Regions from separate parts of the Mus musculus genome. Here region 2 is linked to region 1. A link is a contact called in public Hi-C data. All regions are on one chromosome and are shown on one strand. Each heading gives the region's core, a stretch centred on a gene start, on an enhancer-like site or on the middle of the called end of the contact. The rest is flanking DNA. Distances are from core to core; before and after follow the strand shown. Region 1 has its middle 31 kb from the start of Gm32360. Region 2 has its middle 26 kb from the start of Rnd3.

Region 1 (4,575 bases), core at 1,552-4,051:
TTGTTCATGGTGTGTGTTTGTGTGTGTGTGTATAGTACACTGTTGTGTAGTGTATATCTGTGGACTACACAAAAGAGTGTACAGGAGCATCTGTTCCTGAGGCATGCGAAAACCAGAGCAAGACATTTCTTTCTTTCTTTTTTCTTTTTTTCTTTTTTTTTTTTTTGGTTTTTCGAGATAGGGTTTCTCTGTGTTGCCCTGGCTGTCCTGGAACTCACTCTGTAGACCAGGCTGGCCTCGAACTCAGAAATCCCCCTGCCTCTGCCTCCTGAGTGCTGGGATTAAAGGTGTGCGCCACCACGCCCGGCAGAGCAAGACTTTTCTGTCTTGTCATCCTTCGGCAGTCTGAACCAAAAGCACTCAGTTTCAGCTAAACTGGCTGGCCAGTAATCTCTAGGCATCCACCCATCTCCATCCCCTACTAGGGGGTTATAGGTACACACAGCCATTCTCTGCTTTTTATATGTGTGCTGTGATTCCAACTTAGGCCCTCATGGCTGCATAACACAAGTTCTTTCCACTGAGCCACAATGCCCAGCCCACTCCATGAGGGTTTCCACACTCCCCTCCCCCTTACCCCCTCTATTCATTGATTCTTCACTACAAGGGGTATGATTTGAATTTTCTTCCATCATCTTGCTAGGGATGTCTTCTTATTTCAGTTCTCTAATATAGTTACATCTTAATTTGCTCATAGTTATCATCTGTACTCTGTACATCATTTAACTTTGTAAAAAAAAACAAAAACAAAAACAAAACATACAATCATTGAATTATATATTATTAAATTATTGGGGAAGATGAGAGTGAACCAGGGTTTTCCAGATGTGGTAGGGTTGCTATGCTCCTGAACTCACAGCAGTGCGGATGCCTGAACAGATCATGTCACTCAACCTTCCAGTGCTGAGGGAGGCGGGGCCTGTGAGCCCCCACTCCAGCTGAGGAGCTATTTAGAGTTGATGGCTTCTAGGGGAGGAGAGTCAGGTTTTGTTGAGTGGTTGTCCCCTGGTATGTGTCCTCTGATGTGTCTGTCAGGGTCTATGAATGAATAGGCGGCACAGATGGAACTCAGTGGCTTACTGCAAGAAGAAAAGAGAGGGTATGAACTTGGAGGCGTGGGGAATTGGGGGTGGATCTGAGAGCAGCTTGGGAATATGATCAACACATAATTTATGCATTATGAAATTCTGAAAAACTAATACAATTTTATGATTAATAAATAATATTGTTTGCCTTTCTCAGTTTCCTGAGTGCTGTTCAGTAACTAAGTCTCGTATGATTCTTCTCTTAGTGTTTTTTCACAGGTATTGGGTGTTCTGCGAGCTTCTTCTATGGGAGCTCTCTTGCCTGAGCTGCTATCCTGTATGCTGGAGGTCTCCTGCTACATGGTGGCTCTGTGGGGACTCCTCCTTGCTTCATTCTCCTACTGAAGACCCAAGTCTTCTCCCATCATTTCATGGAAGAACTCTCAGAGAGCTTCCTAGGGAAGCATTTGGTAGTGTTTGTTTGTTTGTTGTTTTTTAAATCACTTAGGTCTAAAACTATCTTTAAAACTTCAGTCCTTAATAATGGAATGAAAGTCTAGCTGACTCCAGAGTTACAGATTTAAATAAATGCCTATCAGGTAGTCCTGTGTCATACAGTTTCTCCTGGCTGATGTGAAGAAGTCTAAAGCCTTCCAATTCTTGTATCTTCGCACAGCGACATTTGCTTTCTTTCTGGCAAGGTTCACACTCTAGACAGAAAGTTTTTTTTTTTTTTTAAAAGTATGCCCTGATGTTAATTTGTTTTTGTGTATTGTACTGCCTGTGCCTTCAGAGATGCACAACCATGACACATTTTGCAGAAATACACCATACCTAACAGGTTCTACTCTAAGCCACCATTAAAATGACCATTTTCACACAGTTGCTTTGACATTTAAACATAACAATAGAAGCCACATATTTTGTGACAGGAAATATTGTTAGTCCTTGTGGGGATTTTGCATTGTTTGCTTGTTTGTTTTTGAGCTAGATTTATGCTCTGTAGCCCCAAGCTGGCCTTGAACTTCTGGTCTCCTTCCATTGTCATGGGTGCAACAGATAGGTACCACTGTGCCTGGCTCCAGCGTGTCTTCATGATCTCAAGCTAAATGATAGAGATGTCTTAATCAAGATATAATTACCTCATGGAGTCTTTGAAACCTGAACCGGTGGGAATGTGGGATGGGTTACTATCAGAGCTGAGCCTGTGGCAGGAGCCCTGAGGGACTGCATGAGGAAGGAGCCAGCAGTAGCTTGCACCTAAGTCCTACGAATTGATGGCTTAGTCCTGCAAAGCAAGGATCTAGCTGACTGTTTCCTACCAGCAAATGCACAGGACAGATTTTCTCTAAGAAGATACCCTTAAGGCCTCAAACTGGAGTTGGAGGAGGGGCTAGATTCGAACATTTAAGCCTTCATTTTCAAAACTACAGTAATCTCTCCAACAGAAATCAGGGTCGCATAAAAGAGGGGTGGAGAAGAAGGTGTTGTTTCTCTGTAAGAAAAATAAAAGAACTGAATGCTAGAGAGTGGAATTGTAATTACAGAAAAAGCTGACAAATTTACCCATAAAATAAGATGTATGGTAAAGGTCGCCAAGCTTTAACAGCGACATAATTCAGAATTGTCAAAATGCCTGGAATTATTCCTCGGGGAATTATAGTTTACTTGTTACAGAGTCAGCCTCATGATTCCTGGTGGACCCAAACCAGATGTAGCCGGAATCCCTTTGGGTGCAGGGAGAAGTCCCTCAGCTGTGGGTGAGCACACCTCTACCTCTGACCAAAGGTCTTCCACACCAGTGCTATCTATCCACAGTGACATCCGCTCTTCAAGTCCCTCCCTTCATTTCCTGGTCAACATGAAATTTGGAGTTTGGACCTTGACTTTTTTTTTTTTTTTTCTGCCTGTATGCCTGTCTTCATTTTCTTCATGGCTGGTTTAAACTAATTCCTCTGGAAGCAAGAGACTTCACTCCAACTCTCTGGCAGCAAACCCCTGAGCCAGATTTCATGGCCTCTGAAACGATGCATGACTAAGCAACATAAAAAGAGGGTGGGGTGAGGCCGAGGTGGTGGAAGAGGTAATGTTACACACAGACAGCCGTGCTTGTTAACATTCTACTGAGATTGTTTCAGTCTGGTGGGAAAAGGAAATACCCAGAGCTCCCTCTTTCACTGGCCCAGAACTTTTCCTCCATCTTCAAAGGACAGAAGAAAAAAAATCTATTTGTTGTTTCTCAGAGGTTACATCTTTACAAAGTTACATATTTCGTGAGAAGAAAAACACTTCAGGGCAGAAAGACATAGAAGAATATAAGAAAGAATGGAAAAGATATGTCATAGAAAAGATATGTCACTTTACAATTGGCTAATGATATCTTTAAAAATCATAATTTACTTCTCATCATGAAAGAATCTCTGTGCATTTCCCTGTGGTTGCAAACCAATACTGAACTTAGACATTTTGTCTGGGTTCTTACCATTGTGTGCAAAATATTTTTAAGACATTAAATAGTGTTTACAAATATTATCTTTACTGAAATAAAATGTCATTACATTTTTAAATTTTGAGATGGGGGTTTTCTGAGTAGCCCTGGCTGTTCTGGGACTTGCTCTGTGTGGACCAGGCTAATTCTTTTAGCAGCCCAAGTTTTACATGTTCAAGTTTTACTTAGGGCATGGATTTTGAACCTTCATCACATTTATCTGCTTCCGTTTTTCCGCTTGTTTTGTTTGGATAAACTCCAAGGAGTGGAGATACCGGAGACAAAGGCTTTGATTACTTCTGCCATTCTTGTGGCAATTGCCCAACTTCAGCTTTAAAAGCTACTATCAGATTTCATCCCTATAAGACAATCTGAGGTGGTGTTTCCTTAAACATTCTTTCCAACACATGATACTGTTGTTATTTGATGTTGATATTTCAGTTTAAAAGGCTGTGGTTTATTTCAACTGTCCTTATAGGAAACATTGCCCTTTAAAAATGAATATCATCAGTTTGTATTTTCCTGCTTTTTTTTTTTTGGTTTTGGTTTGTTTTTTTGGTTATTCGAGACAGGGTTTCTCTGTGTAGCCCTGGCTGTCCTGGAACTCACTCTGTAGACCAGACTGGCCTCGAACTCAGAAATCCGCCTGCCTCTGCCTCCCGAGTGCTGGGATTAAAGGCGTGCGCCACCACGCCCGGCTATTTTCCTGCTTTTTAAATCCCCTGTTCATATTGTTAGCCATTTAATCTGATCGGTGATATTTATATTTTCCTTACATAAATGATAGGAAATTTTCATGTGTTAGTACCATTAACCCTTCATTGAGTTATAACTTACATGTACTAAACTAAATATATTTAATTTTTCAATATTTATTTCATGTGTGTGTGTGCGTGCGCGAGTATATGGGGGCAAGTGCCATAGCTGATATATAAGAATCAGAGTACAACTTTCAAGACTCACTCCTCACCTTCTGCCATGTGGTTCCAAAGATCAAATTCAGGCCCTCAAGTGATGCCATGCACGCAAGTACGGTATCTGTTGAGCCATCTTTCTGGCCCA
Region 2 (4,575 bases), core at 637-3,136, 67 kb before region 1:
CACAAAGGAACTCAGCAGTATGTGAACACATTCCCATTTTTCTTCGTTCTATAATAGGATTTGTATAATACTATTCTAATGTGTAATTTTGTTATTATCATTTTTAAACCCTTCTCAAAATTTTCAGGCATCTACATGAATGGTGTAGAGACAGAAGGTCTGACAAACCACCAGTGGGGGAAGATTCCTTTATCTTTTATGTCCACCAGAGTCAGGTGATGATTTGTTAAAAACTCAAGCTGTAGACACACAATTCTGACCATTTTTCAAATACCCAGCCACATAAATTCTCTTTCTACTTTTTCTTTCTCAGCAAGTAATATTTATAAACACAACTGTTCATACAAAAGTATGACAAGAACTGTTCGTACAAATAAATAAATAAAAGTAAGCAAACACAAAGTATTGTAGTTGGCTAAAATAGGCTTCCAAATCATGCCTACCGACCGATGGAAGTTAGATATGAATGTGGTTTTCTATGGCAAAGGGCCCTGGCTCTGGACCCGGTTAACAAGCTTGAGATCCTGGGTAGCCTGGTGAGTCCCATGGAGCCACAGCTCATTATAAAAGTTGTGCAGGAGGAGTTAGCGTCAGCCGGTGGCCACATGATACCAGAGCCTCAGAAGAAAGGAGAGAGAGATGTGAAAAATGTCACACTGGGGGCTTTGATCCTAGAAAAGGGAGGTCATAAAAAGATGGAATTTGAAAAGACACAGTTACCTCCTAGAAGGTGGAAATGTCATGGACAGATATTCTCCTCTGAGCTTGCTGGAGAACCATGAGCTTCTGTGTTTTGTTTTGTGTTCTTTTCTTAAGATAAAATCATGAATTTGCATTGTTTGAAGCTACTCAGGCAGCCCATGGGAGTCAATACAGTTATGATAAAGACACCCTTTTCGTATTTTACCCCTTAGTTCTGACTTCCTTGGTGTAAAAGGTGGTGGTGGGCTTTGAGCATGAAATTGCCTTTCAAGAGCCAGGCTACTCATAAAAACAGTGTGCCAGCCGGGAGTGGTGGCTCACGCCTTTAATCCCAGTACTCGGGAGGCAGAGGCAGGCAGATTTCTGAGTTCAAGGCCAGCCTGGTCTACACAGTAAGTTCCAGGACAGCCAGGGCTACATAGAGAAACCCTGTCTCAAAAAACCAAAACAAACAAACAAACAAACAAAAAGAGTGTGCCAATCCATTCCTCAGAATTCTGGATCTGATTACCACTAAGTGTCACAAATCCCCTAGGGTCTGGTTCACTGATCTCTCATGTGCCACTTTAACACATACGGCCTTCAGTACATAGCCCCTGGTGCCCTCCAAATTCTTCTGCAGTTGGTGATTCTTCTGGCCCTGCTCCTGAGAGGCTTAGAGCATCTGAGGTGAAGAAAATGTTCAGAAATGTCCATTCATGCTTATTGTGTCATAGCGATGATCATTCTTGTATGATGTTTAAGAGCTAAAAAGTTGATCAGCATGACACTTGGGTGACACTTGGCCTGGGCATAGAAAACGGGGGGAGGTAGGTGTTCAACATCATAAAATTGAAAGTGATATGAACCAGGAAAGAGTCAGTCAAGGGGGGAAAAACATATTGTGGCTTACTCAGTTTTTTTAGTAGAGTAAAAATTTTATAACCAAAGAGGCCATCAAAAGTCAGTGCCTCGGAGATGTTTTAACCTTTATTACTTTTAATTAGTTCCATCAAGAAACTGAATTCTATTAAAGTGCACAAGTTTAAGTATTCCGCTGTCAGGTCCAGATATTCATCCATGAATGTAGTTTCTGGCTTAGGAATTCTTTTATCCAATTCATCCATTTTACAAGAGTTCCATGTTCTGATCTTTTATGTACCCTGCCTAACAAACATGACCTCACTGCATAGGCACTGGTGTCCTCCCAATACCTCTGGAGTTAGTCATCCTTCTGGTTCTGCTCCTGAGAAGCACAAGGCATTGGAGGGGAAATAATTCATGTTCTGGGTGAAGAAGATCTTCAAAATTTTCCAGGATTTGTTCTGAGAGACATTGACATATCTCAGACCTCAGAATTGTGAATGGCTATCCTCTTCCTTGGCAATAAAAGTCCTGTCACAATGTGCTGGGAATAAAAATGTTGAGATCCCTTACATCTAGATGTGGGCCCACTGGCAAAGCAGTGGAAATTTTCTGAGAGTGGAAAATAAAGGCAATGAAAACATTTGTTTGAATGATGCCTTTTGCTGCTCTATAGCCAGTCATTTTTGTGGCCAGGAAGTACTTTCTGAGTAGTTCCTGTGTTTCAGACAGTGTTCTGTGCTGGAAAGTTAAAGCCTGTCTTTGTCCTGTGGATGACAAACTGATGAGTGAGGAGGAGGATAGAGCTAAGATCACAAGGTAGATGGCAGGTAATGCTGGCACCATGTAAACAGAATCCTCTCTAACATCTCTATTGTTGATGTTCTCTGCTCATGCCCTAAAACTGGAAGATTCTTGAACACATTACAGGACAATTAAGATGAGAAAAGGAGTCCACTTGGCTAATACATATTTTTTCTCTGTAGGACTGTGGACATGTATCTGTAGGAGATGATCTTAAGTGGATATCAGAAACCAAAGCATGCACCAAACTCTCTCTTTAGACTTGACTTATCATATATGCCAAAATAAAATCTATACTTTAAGCACATTAAGAGATTAATAATAATAACTGATAACAGAACTATTATGATATACTGTAATAAAATTGCCAGTATCAGCACTTTTGTGCTTTGGGACTGTTGCTCAATAAAATAGTATATTACTTGGAAACAAGCACAAATGACCTTCACAGTCCATCTGCAAAACAACATGGGCATAAGGCATTAGGGATGGTGCCGTATACAACTCAGGCAAGCTGAACACAACAAAAATTCACTTGTCAGTTGGGATGGAGCTGGGCAGCTTGAGATGTCATAAGCAGCTCAGAATACCATGAAAAGCTTACAAAGTGTTTATCTTCTAAAAGTGACCATTTAATATTCTTAGATTGTGGTTGACTATAGGTATTTTATATCTCAGAGAGTGCACCTGAAGATAACAGGAGACAATTGTCATCTAACCCTGTTGAAAGAAATGTGTTTGTGCTTCTAGTGCAAGCTCATACTTTCCATGAGACAAAATGGAGATTATCAGGGAATGGGAAATGTGGTGGTGCACCCATTAGTCCCTGCAATCGGGAGGCAGAGGCAGATGGATCTCTCTGAATTCAAGCCTAGCCTAGTATACACAGTAAGTTCCAGAATAGTCAGGGCTGGATTGTGAGAACCTACTCCAAGCAAACAAAGGCAGAGAGAGGGTTTTAGTATTCTCCTAATGCAATATATGACACCTGGAAGGCATCGATGGTCAAATGTGTAATGAAAAGAACAAAATATCTTCTCAATGACAAACATGAGAGCCTGAATGTATACTGATGGAGACAGAAGAATACTCGTATACAGATACAATCTCTGATGAACCTAGCAAAATAGAATGAAATAAGTTGAATTGTGCTAAAGAACAGAATTCAGATGTTCAAGCCAAACCCTTAATTCTATAATAGGGGCCCATGTGAATGTCTTTCCTTCTCAAATACGGCCACATGTCCATGGTGGACTCTTAGTCCTCATGCCACAATCTGTTCAACAGTTTATGGCAGGACCTTGCCATCTTCTCTGAAGCTTTATATGAAGATGGTGGGGAGTTCTTTTAATACTGATTTAATGAGGAAGTGGGGTACCCAGAGAAAAAGAATAGATCACCTCTATTCTTAAGGAAGCATTCAGATTTACCAAGTCATTCCTCCAGCTACAGAGGTCTGGATGTAGCTGGCAAAAGAGTACCAAAATCTAAGAAAATAGTAAGTGGTGACTGTCATCCCTCTCCTAGTATAGGTACTTTTGACATTTCTCTGATCTGTTTTTCTTCCTTTCTTCTTCCTTCCTTCCTTTCTTCCTTTCTCCTTCCTTCCTTCCTTCCTTCCTTCCTTCCTTCCTTCCTTCCTTCCTTCCTTCCTCCCTCCCTCCCTCCCTCCCTCCCTCCCTCCCTCCCTCCCTCCCTCCCTCTCTCTCTCTCTCTCTCTCTCTCTCTCTCTCTCTCTCTTTCTTTCTTTCTTTTTGAGACAGGGTTTCTCTGTATAGCCCTGGCTATCCTGGAACTCACTTTGTAGACCAGGCTGGCCTCAAACTCAGAAATCTGCCTGCCTCTGCCTCCTGAGTGCTGGGATTAAAGGCTTGTGCCACCACGCCCGGCTTCTCTGAAGTCTTAGAGAGGTAGAAGGAAAATAGCTTTCAACTTGCAAATTGAGGCAGGACGGGATTCCTGAGACACATCGCTCTGTGGGCTGAGCAGCTACTGGGCTCTCTGCCCCTCCAGCAGGGAGATGGCTATTATTGGATTACTAAGGTACTATCCTGAAAACCAATCATAAACTCCAATTTATAATGTACATATTTATTATTTCTGTTCTTCTACATGACTCTGTCAAATACATTTGCTAAGAAAAATCTTTCTGGGTGATAACTTCCATATAGGATTTTTTTTCCAATTAAAATGTACTAGAGTTATCAATGCGGTTTTTTTTCCTCA

What was found. A called contact is a pair of places that touch in the nucleus more often than the background predicts.
Region 2: a Hi-C map of embryonic fibroblasts shows a contact between it and region 1, with 3 times the contacts expected there. The contact joins two enhancer-like sites. A contact is called at or near these places in 1 of 15 datasets of contacts at CTCF or cohesin (the NIH/3T3 cell line), 10 of 484 Hi-C or Micro-C datasets (brown adipocytes, embryonic fibroblasts, embryonic stem cells and 3 more) and 4 of 115 datasets of contacts at active chromatin or transcription factors (cardiomyocytes, embryonic stem cells and neural tube).

What each region holds. Positions count from the first base shown.
Region 1 is chr2:51,054,762-51,059,336 of GRCm38.p6, reverse strand. No RefSeq gene overlaps it. Among named protein-coding and RNA genes, the nearest start is that of Gm32360, 31 kb to the left of the region's middle. Within about 2 kb of position 2,801, at least 70 of the 459 cell types and tissues checked have an H3K27ac peak or open chromatin away from gene starts, as enhancers often do. A contact at or near this core is called in embryonic fibroblasts, where this site is marked.
Region 2 is chr2:51,120,977-51,125,551 of GRCm38.p6, reverse strand. No RefSeq gene overlaps it. Among named protein-coding and RNA genes, the nearest start is that of Rnd3, 26 kb to the left of the region's middle. Within about 2 kb of position 1,886, at least 8 of the 459 cell types and tissues checked have an H3K27ac peak or open chromatin away from gene starts, as enhancers often do. A contact at or near this core is called in embryonic fibroblasts, where this site is marked.